Regions from separate parts of the Callithrix jacchus genome. Here region 2 is linked to region 1. A link is a contact called in public Hi-C data. All regions are on one chromosome and are shown on one strand. The core of a region is the stretch at or near the end of the contact, and the rest is flanking DNA. Distances in the headings are between cores, read along the strand shown.

Region 1 (5,417 bases), core at 541-3,040:
AAGAAAGAAAGGAAACGATGTTATCAATAGTAAGACAGCCTGAAAAGTTCAGATGTGTTTCTGTCTAGTTCTCTAATTATTTTATTTACACTCATAGATAATGCCATTGCTGCTGACTGAAAAAAAAAAAAAAACAAAATTATCTAAAAGCACCAGTACATTCATAAGAACACTAGGTTACTATAATTTTCCTTATAAATGATGCCAGGAGCCCCTCAATATATTTTACCCTTGCCAGGGATTCTCGTAGTCAAAAATTTCAGAAACCAAACTGTTGAAGCAGGAGAGTGTTATACATATTCCGGGTAGAGCTGACTAACTTGGCAGAATAGAGATTAGGATTTTGGGAACAGGCTAACCTGGCGAAAATCCCTGCTCCACTTCCAGGCTGTGCTTTTAAGGAACTTGGGCATATTCCTTATCTTTCAGTACTTTGCTTTCCTTACTTACCTAAAAAAGGATAACATTCCTTCAAGGCTGTAGAGTACCATGTGTAAAGCACTCATCACAACGCATTTGTGTGGGGAAGACACAGTAAGTGCATAAGAATTGGTAGATGATAATGGTGATGTTTATGAAAATCTAATAATGAATAGCCAGCCGGAGGTCACTGTTATCAACGAATCATCCACATAACAGCGACTTTAGCTACACTGGGAACTTACACATGCACATTCTCAGGCCCACTGGAAACATCCTGAAACGGGAACTCTGGAGGCAGGGCCGGGCAATCGGCACTTTGTCTGAAGTACTCACGTTTTGAGAACACCTGTCAGGTGACAGGGACCCACTGAAAGTTTTTAGACGGTGGAGGAATGCGACATAAATGCCGGTTCACTGGCATTAAAATGCCTCACTACCGACTGGCTTCCGATGTTGCCGGAAGAAACCTGTTTGTTGATCCTTAGTGATCTCCAGGTTACAAAACGCAGATTGGTACTAAGGGCACCAAACACAGTGCCCACCTACCGAGCGCAGCCCCAGGCAGTTACAGGAGCTGTTTTGGATTTGGCTGGGCAGCCCAGCGATGCTCAGCGAATCCCCCAACTACAACCACAATCGTACTACACATTTAGCCTGCAAAAGCAGAGAAAGGAAAAGAAAACCGTGCAAGGAAGAAGGAAACGAGGGACTTAAGGGTCTCCATCTCGGGGGAGGCGGCGGGGTGGGGGATGGGGTGAGTGGGACGAGGAGGGGGCGAGGATCGTGGGAGGCCCCTCCTCCGCGCGGCGACACCCGGTTCGCATTTCTCCGGAGCCGGGGTGCGGCCAGAGGGACACACCCTCGACCTGGGAGACGCGAGGGTCGGTGGCCTCTTAGCGTCGGTCCAGCTCAGTTTCGTGTCATTTGTTGTTAGAGCGAGGTAGGGGCGTTTCCCCACCCCAGCTCCTCCCCGGGGAAACCCCAGCCCGTTTCCTCCCGGTTCTGCCGTTTTCGGGCGCGCAGTGCGGGGTCCGACGCTGAGGCCGCACCCTGGGCGCCCGGCGCTGCCCGCCTCGGCCCAGCCATTGTTCGAGCCCCACCCCTGATGAATATTCACGCCGCGCGGGCACCTCGGCCCGCGCCCTCCCCGGCCGGGCTCGGGGTGTGAGTGCGTTTCCGCCCGTTTTTCCTGCCTGAGGAGGAAAGGGGGAGCTGTTTTCTCTCTCCTCAGAATATATTTTTGGTGTCCCGTTTCTCCTCCTCCCGCGCCGCCGCCGCCCCCTCCCCCCCACCTCGCTCCCCGCCTCCGCCTCCGCCTCCGCCTCCGCCTCCCGGGTTATCTTTGTCTTGCTGCCTCGCGCTCACTCGTTCAACTCTCGGCGCCGTCGCGGCCCTACGCTCCAGGCCCGTCCTCGAGGCGCGCGGCGCGGGTCGCGGGCGCCGGGGCCTGAGGCGGCTGGCGACGCCCGGGGGCCTGACGGCCGGGCCCGCGCCATGGTGTGAACGCCGCCGCCGCCGCCGCCGCCGCCACCGCCCGCGCACACTCCATCCGCCCGCCGCGCGGCCCGGCCAGCCGAGAGCCCGGAGCGGCCCGAGAGCGCGGCCGAGCCCGCCGCCGCCGCCGCCCCCGACCTCGCGAGGAGAGTCCCGGGCAGGCTCGGCTGCCGCCGGAGGAGCGCCGTCGGCGGCCTGGACTGCGGCGGAGATATCCACAGCGACAGGGATATTTATTGTTATTTGTTTTTTGGTGGCAAAAAGGGAAAATGGCGAACGACTCCCCTGCAAAAAGTCTGGTGGACATCGACCTCTCCTCCCTGCGGGTGAGTGGGCCCGCGGGCGGGCGCACGGGGAGCGGGCCGCGCCCTGGCCGGCCGGGCGCTCCGGTGCAGCCGTGGGCAGACCCGCGGGCGCGGCGGCCCCTTTGTCTGCTCGTGCGGGCTGGTGCGGGGAGGGCGCGACCCTCCGCCACCCCCACGCCCCGGGCCCATCGGAGGACCCCCGAGGGCCGGGGGACGGTGCGGGGCGAAGCCCACCTCTTTTGTCACCGCCCTTTCTTTCCAACTGCCCTGCTTGATTTATTCATTTTTTGGCCTCTTTTAAATGATAACCCCTCCCTCCTTCCTCTCCAGGATCCTGCTGGGATTTTTGAGCTGGTGGAAGTGGTTGGAAATGGCACCTATGGACAAGTCTATAAGGTCGGTGTGGGCGCCTTCTTTGTTTCCCGTGGCATGTGGAAACTTCTTGTTGGGAGACGGGGTGAGGGTGATAAACACGCTGCTGACTGGAGGCCACGCCGCTTGGCTAAAGTTGGGAAAGGGGTTTCGCCTTGCAGTCCCTCTGTTTTTTGCACACCGACTTTATATTCAGACTGGCCTTAAAAGACCTCATTTCCTGGCTTTGATATAAGGAAATAAGCTACACTCTTAGGCATGCACTTTCCTTCAATAAAATGGAAAATAATTTTTTAAAAACAACACAACCTGAATTTTTTCTTTTTTTCCTTAAAGCCGGCCTTTTGAATTTGTGTGTGAATTAAAAGCCCGTGGAGGCGGGCCTTGCCTCTGATGATCCTAAACCACTGCTTTGGCCTTTGTGAAAATTGTCATGTTTCAGCCTCCACTCAGTGCTTGCTAGTTGCTCAAGGTGGGGAGTTTGGCGTTACCTGGGAATACTTTAGAACTGTGGCTGTCATCCTTTCTGTTGATGGATACATATTTTGGGGAAGCAGGGAGGAGTGTGTGTTTGGGCAACAGGAGCAGGAAGAATTACAGTGTGGGGATTATAAAATATGAATTCCAGGAATAACCTGTTTGACAGCTGTGTAATTGAAACAGAAATGACGGGGAGCGAAGAGTATAGAGGATGTCCTGGTTTCACACCCACCCAGGTCTTTCTCTTTTTAAAAAAATTTAACACCCACCCGCCACCCCCAACGATAAATGAAACTAGCAGGTCTGGAGACTGAGTCTGCGCTGAGTAGCTGACACCTGATGTGACTAACAGTGTTCATTTTATCCAGCGCACATTCTAGAGATTATGAAAGAGCTGTAGGGGATGGAGGCGCAGGCCTTGAAAATTCAGAACAGAATGTTAAATTCTTCTTGTCTTGATTTGTTTCTCATTACTGAACGTTTTCTAAAAGTTATCTGCACTGGGGGAGTGTTCTGTTAAGAGTTGGTACAAGGTTGGGGAAGCAGGGCTTTGTGGTTCACTATGAAGAATTGTCATTGTCTCATTAAAAATGGGTGGAGTGGGGGGTTGGAAGCTGACTGTAAACGTTTTCTTAGGCCAGATTAAGTGTGGATCTTATTGTCTCTTTTCCCCCTTATGAGTAGAGTTTATCTGTCACCTGAACGCCTCTCCTCAGCCCAAACTTCTATAGTCTGGGCGATGTACTGACTGGATTGTGGTCCGAACTTGGGTCAGTATTCTTAGGTGATCTCAAGTGAATTAGCATGTGTTTTGTTGGTTAACTGTTGGGGCCAAGGCCAGATTTTTGAATTTGAAAAAGAGCCCTGTTAACTCAGCTTGCTGGGCTCAACTGAATTTGGAAGGCTTTGGAAAATTTTGAAAAAGATTGTGTTGCAACCCACTGAGTGGTTGGTTAGTAACTGGCTAAAAGACATTCTCCTCCGTCCGCTGTTTGTTTAAGCACCAGTTTTTTTTCTAACCCAGTTTTTCTGGCCAAATCTGAGTGGTGAGTGTAGTCTTCCAAGTGAATTAGCCAGAGCTTGTTTTTGACCTGGTTACACAGTAGTTGGATTGTTTGTGTCTTTTTTGGTCAGCATGGATATTAAGGGCAGAGAAATAAGCTAGAAGGCAACATAGTCTTTAAACTAAAGGAAAGAAGGAAACCCCAGTTTGTATTTGTTGGTTTTAAGAGGTGGGAGCTGTTTATGGTCAGGGTTTGGGCAGGTTCATTGTTATTTCCCCTGATTGCCTTTTTAGTTCCATGACCCGCACCCTCCCAAGCTTTTGAAGTAGATTTGCTGAGCTCTACGTTTGGGATACCGGCATGACACAGCTGTCAGCTATAAAGTCTCTACATAGGTTGAGAATTTCTCTAATGATGCAAACCTAAGGAATTAAGAAATCTGTGCAAAAGTTGCCTGCAGAACAGAACAAAATAGTGCCTGAAATCTTGCTCATAAGCAGTTTATTTTTATATTATATGGAAAATTTCAAACATAATGAGTAGAGAGTTAAGTTATCAGCACATGACTAAACTTGTCTCATCTGTATTCTTCTCCTCCTCCTTTATCTTAATGTAAACCCCAGATGTCATTTCAGCCATAAATACTTGAGCATGTTTCTTTTTTATACAATCACATTGTTATCACACTTAGAAAAATGTCATATATCCAGTGTTAACATTTTCCTGATTGTCTCAAACATCAAGAAACATTTTTTTACTATACTTTTTTTTTTAGTATAACCAGAAGTTTTTTAATGTTTATCAGCAGGTACTGGGAGCTCCAATCTTAAAGGTAGTGAAAATAGCAGAACACCTCTTTTTTTTTTTTTTTCTTTTTAACTATTTGATTTCTAGAACCATTTGCCATTATGCATAGGGGTTAATTTAGTATTTTTGTCAGTGTGATTTGCTTGTGGTAGTTTTGGGATTAGATTATTAACACTCCAGAGTTTGTTTATTGCTGCTAAACATCCTTTAGGATGAATAGCATTAAAGATTGAAAGATACTTGTTACTGATTTGTTATTTATAAAAAGGTCTTTGTTTTTAAGCATAATTTCAGGTTAAATCTGTAAGCAGAACTTGTAGTCCTAATGTATTTTAGTGTCACATTTTCTATTTTTCATTAGTGCAGAGGTTGCTTATTTTGAGGCATCTATATTTACATGAAGTGAATGAGTTGAAAAGAGAGAGTTTTCTGAGATTTGATAGGTTCTATGAAATACCTTTTTTTGGGGTAAACAACTTCCCTTCTAAACTGTGGTAGACCTCTCATTTACTGAAGAAAGGCAGAGGTGGGG
Region 2 (5,376 bases), core at 555-3,054, 130 kb after region 1:
GGGATTGATCAGCACTTAGCAGTTTGTCACTGTGCAGTGGGAAAGCTAGCCATTGTTAAAAGAGCCAGATTTTAAAGCCCTCTCTTGCCCTTTGCTTTTCCCCTGTGATGTGTTTAGTTCAAATATGCCCATGGGGTCACCATCTAGACATTTAGCATGGGAAAGGAACCACCCTGTACACAAATAGCACAAATTATAGCAGAGAAACTGCAGATGGTAATCTGCAGTGTATCTTAAAGGCACAGCTACAAGTGGTCATGTTGCTCACACAGGGAACTTAACCTGCTGGGAGTGTGGAGGGTGAGGAGGACTTCTTTCTGTGTGTGTGGTAGTATTGGTGCTATCTTCCTGGGAATAGCTAAGAGTGAAGTTAATGTTAGCTCACAAAAACCTTTGATCCGCTTGTGTACTTTCTTATAAAAGGTGTGTTCCTGGCTGTTTATTTATAGTAACAGAAAACTAAAGTTTGGGCCTGTCTTTTCTATTCAGGGACTGGCACATCTTCACATTCATCACGTGATTCACCGGGATATCAAGGGCCAGAATGTGTTACTGACCGAGAATGCAGAGGTGAAACTTGGTATGTAATGGATGTGCGGCGTGATCTCATACTTGCACCTGGCACAAGCCAGTTGCACTCCCAACTCTGCTTCCATCTAGCTAAAAGTTCAGTCTGTTACCCATGTTTTCTATTTCTGTTCTTAAGAATGTGGGAACCGAGCATATTGCTTACCCTGGCTCCAGCCTTCCCACTTCCATGTTTGTATGTTTGTTCACGCCTCCGCCCATCTCCCCCTTCTCTATACAGCAGCCAGACTGATCTTCAGATCAGACCATGCCACTTTCCTACTTGTAGACCCTTAATGGAGTCCTACTTTACTTTGGATAAAACCTGCATTTCTCACCCTGGCCCATAAAAAGCCATGTAAGATCTGACCCGTGCTACTTTCCCCTCCTCATTTTATGTCCCTCTTTATTTCTCTCTTTATCCATTGCTGTCTTATTTTCTTTTTTTTAAACTTCTTGAGACTTGACTTCAATTTTGAAGTCAGTTTTTTTTCTCATGTTCAGGGGCCTTTCCAACCTCCGATCTGTCTTGGACCCTGGTACTTGTTTGTTTTGTAGTATTATTCACAATTTATAGTTATGTGATTGTTTGTTTACTTCTGTTACTGTCTGCTTTGTCAGAATGTGAGTTCTGGGAATGCAGCAACTAGTATATTACCCAGCACCTAGCATATAATGACTTTATTGTAGTAGGTGCTTGATAAATTTCTGCTTGGATAGATAATTACAGCCCATGATGCTTTCCTAGAGTTATTTACAAGGATTCTTTTATATTTCTTGTTTCCCTTAGCTGGGTCTGAACTCATTCGAATCACTTTCATCTAAGTGTTGTATCAAATTTTTAAACAGTTTGTATTAATTTTTCTTCCACTAACACATAACAACAAAATTCTTTATGTTTATATGGGTCTACTCTACCTTTCTTTTAGAAATCATAGGCACAGCTGTTGTACTGTAAAAGTAAGACCTTCATAGTTAATTTCTTACATAGTCTGTGTTTGTTGGTCTTCTGTAGAGGAGTAGTCTGCCCAATTGGAAACTCCCCTCAAGGCTAAGATAGGAAGCACTTGAGCAGTTCTCCTACCAAACCCTGCACTGGTCTCCAGGTACCAGCCTGTGATAGTCCCTGAGGATCACTTAGTGATTGGTTACCATTGCCTTCCAAGTTTCTGTGATTGCTTAGGCTTCTTGCACTGACTGGCTGGCCCGTGTGTCTCTGGTTCCTGCACTGACTGGCCTGTGTGTTTCTCTGTCTCTGGAGGAGCACTCAGTGAGTGAGTCCACACCCTGGACAAGCCATTTTCTGAGCGTGTTCTGTGCATAGAAGTTGAATCTATGATTCCTGTAACTCATCTCAGCATGGGCTCCTCCACCTTTGCAGGTTCCTGCTGGGGTGGTAATGGCCGGGTGTGTAGTGATAGTGTCAGCAGTGACTGATGGCAGGCATTCTGTTAGAGGTCATGGTCTTCCTGCCAACTCTGCCTCCCATCTTTGAACTTTCCTCTAGACCACCACCACCACCACCACCACCACCACCACCACCCAATTGGGTGGGATGCAGAAGTCACTGAAAAATCAGCAGAAGTCCCAAGTGCTTTGGGGGGTGTTTTTGAACATGTGGTTTAGCTTGATTTTCTTTATTTGATTCAGTACTGTGTTCTTTTCAAGAAAACATTTGTGGTTTTCTATTTATGGTTATTAAATATAAGAAAGTGTATTTCTTATATACCTATAAGAAGTATACTGCTTAATAAGGTAAGTCAAGTGCATCTCAATCAGTTTTCCTGAACCTGGGGCTCTCTGTGACTTGATCTTGTTTGTGGCAGTTCTCTGAAAGCACTCAAGGTTGTGGTTCATTTACAAGGCCCTCTGCTGGTCACTGTTGGAGAAGCTGGGAAGGCAGCCAGATCCAGGCCTCCCAGGAGCTTCTGGACTACTTGGTAGAGGATCTCACAGTTTTGGTTGCTTTACTGTGGAAGGGCACTCCTGACCAGTGTTGCCTGCCTTGAAGAGGACTGCATATTGATGAAGCACTGCTGTTTCAGTTTACTATGAAGACGTTTATCCTCCTTGAGTTTTTCCCCAAGTATGTCTGGTTTGTAATTGTGTTTCACTTTATCTTCCTTTCTCTTCCTCCCACAGTCGACTTTGGTGTGAGTGCTCAGCTGGACAGGACGGTGGGGCGGAGAAATACATTCATAGGCACTCCCTACTGGATGGCTCCGGAGGTGATCGCCTGTGACGAGAACCCAGATGCCACCTATGATTACAGAGTAAGAGGCACTTGCTCCATAGGCCTTTGCAGGGCCACTGGCATGCCTGAGGGATGGGGGCTTTACTTACAAATTACACACCCCTTGTCTGCCTGCTTTTTCAGGGAGGAAGATTGTCAGTGAGGAAAATTTCAGGTGCAAATTTTCTAGGACAGTATTCAGATGCCATCTTTTTTGTCCATTTGCATCACGTGACTGTGTTCTCACTAAGGAATACACTGGTTTCAAAGTAGTCTGGAGCACTCTGTCGTGGCTAGAACGTTTTGCTTTTATTTGCTTATCCTTTTTAACTTGAAGTATATATTAGAATCAAATATTCTTTTTAAAATATTGCCAATTATAGTAATAGTTTCATTTGAGTGAAATTATATATATATATATATTTTTAAACAGCTTTACAGCTTTGATTTGGTACACAAATTTATTTAAATTATTAGAGTGACCTCTAGGGACTTGAATCAATAATGCACTTTAAAAAAAATTGAGATGTAAATCTATATTTGTTATCAGACTCAGATTACTATTTTTATAAAAACTATTTTTAAAAATCCATGCCTTAATTAGATGAGCCTGTTGTCTAATGTTCTACCCTCTAGATTTGTCTCATTACTTCTTTATGCCATTGAGTTTGTTTCCTGTAAACTGGAAAGGCTTAATTTGAGTCAAGCAAGATCACCACTGGGGAGGTGAAGGTGGAGGTGCTTTGTTTTGCCTCAAAGCAGGGTCATGCAGAACTGCTCATCCCCCATTCATGTTGCTAGGAGTGACCACTGGGGTAGGGTAATGAGCCCCTTTGTGTACCCCAATAGTATAGAAAGTTTAGGGGAGGAATGATAGGTCTCTCCTTTTTGTTGTATTCAGACATATGTGTCTGAACTTTGTAATGTAAATATAGATTATTTAGAAAAACTCTTAAACTGAGCAAATTTAATTCATTGGTTAGGATAGCATATAAACAAATATATAGTAATGACAGTAAGTATCCTCATCTACTTTTCAAAAATCTTCTTTTGGATTTTAAGAAATATCATCTGCTAAGACTTTTACGTCAGGCAGTGTTTAGTCAGTACCTGCCAATACAAAAGTAAATAAAACTGGCAAAAACGCCTGCCTTCATGGAACTTATTTTTGCGCAGAAAGTGAAGTGTAATTCAAATTTTAAATTTCAGTATTTCAGGTGAATCAGAAAAAAATTCCTTGTGCAGAAAACCAGTTGACTTGTTTGGTTTGCAGGTGGGATGGGGATGCTTAGTGGCATGATTTGAATTAGTGAACCACTTTAGGTTTTATGAATTCAATGGTGAACATTTTTTAAAAAATGCTTTCTGGCCTTTAAACTTTAAAATCTTAGTTAAGTTTGAGTTACCAACATTAAACATAAATCTGGGCCAGAGGTCTAAAATATTAAATGCTTATGAAGAAATGAAGAAACATACTGAACAGTAGACCATTCACTGAATATTTAGACACAGGCTTTTAAGTGGACCAGCTCTAGTTCATTTATAGATGTGAATGGTTTTAATTAACAAATCAATTTTCTCTTTCCATCCATCTGTTCATCCGTCCATCCGTCCATCCATCCATCCATCCATCCATCCATCCATCCATCCATCCATCCGGTGTTCTACAAATGTGTTTGTGCTTTTAATTTTCTGGCAAACTTCGTTTTGGTTTATATAGCAAAGTTGTGTAAATAGCCAGAAATGTAAGTTAGTGGCTTTGTAGCTACTCTAGTATCCATACATACTGTTTTATTTTTGCAGAGTGATCTTTGGTCTTGTGGCATTACAGCCATTGAAATGGCAGAAGGTGCTCCACGTAAGTAATTTTCTTTTCTTTTTAGCTCACTTGTTACTTGTAACTTAACCCCCTCCCAAGACTTCAAAAAGAACAGCTCAGCTCCATGGATAAAGACATTTCTGGTAGACTGTTTAGATGAAGGCATCATAAATATAGTTAAGTTTTAGATGTAAAAGAAATTCTTGGCAACCACTATTACTATTCCTTTTGGAGATCTCTAGGAGTCCAATAGGCTACCTTTTCTTTTATTTAAGTTGTATTCACATATGTGACCTGAAGTAGTGCCGAGATCAGATAGTAAGTAGTAAGTTTTCTTTTTACATTTTAAATTGGATAATTCAGTGAAACTAGTCCTAACACATGAAATTTTAGTATTACTTAAGTTTTGACTTAACTAATGGAGGCATAACTTTATTTATGGTATAATTTTTTTGTGTGTGTTAACTGAAATTTTGTGTTTGCTTCTCCATTGAATTCAATTAATGAGAACTTGATATAAATCATTTCTGATCACAGATGAGATAGATTTACAGAGAACAAAGGGAAAAAACCAAAGCATTTTCTGCCGGTCCCCATTTAAAAAGGTATACACAAAGAATGTTTAACTGTGTCACGGGACATAGTTGCTGCTGAATAAATATTTGTTGAATGAATGAAAATAATTGTTGACAGTTAAAAATTAGTTTTTAAATTAGTTTTTAATACAGAAATAGAGATCTGCCTTAAACACCATACA

Evidence for each region. Hi-C and Micro-C count contacts between places; a contact is called where the count stands out from the background.
Region 2: a contact with region 1 is called in a Hi-C map of skeletal muscle, with 13 times the contacts expected there. The contact joins the enhancer-like site here to the promoter of MAP4K4 in region 1. A contact is called at or near these places in 2 of 3 Hi-C or Micro-C datasets (both in skeletal muscle).

The regions. Positions count from the first base shown.
Region 1 is chr14:11,638,206-11,643,622 of calJac240_pri, forward strand. It overlaps MAP4K4 (mitogen-activated protein kinase kinase kinase kinase 4), which reads left to right and starts at 1,791. Exons shown (of 30, transcript XM_078348850.1): 1 at 1,791-2,243; 2 at 2,553-2,618. The coding sequence starts at 2,187.
Region 2 is chr14:11,771,732-11,777,107 of calJac240_pri, forward strand. MAP4K4 (mitogen-activated protein kinase kinase kinase kinase 4) reads left to right here. Exons shown (of 30, transcript XM_078348850.1): 6 at 490-580; 7 at 2,710-2,840; 8 at 4,604-4,658. Among named protein-coding and RNA genes, the nearest start is that of MAP4K4, 130 kb to the left of the region's middle. Within about 2 kb of position 1,805, at least 2 of the 16 cell types and tissues checked have an H3K27ac peak or open chromatin away from gene starts, as enhancers often do. A contact at or near this core is called in skeletal muscle, where this site is marked.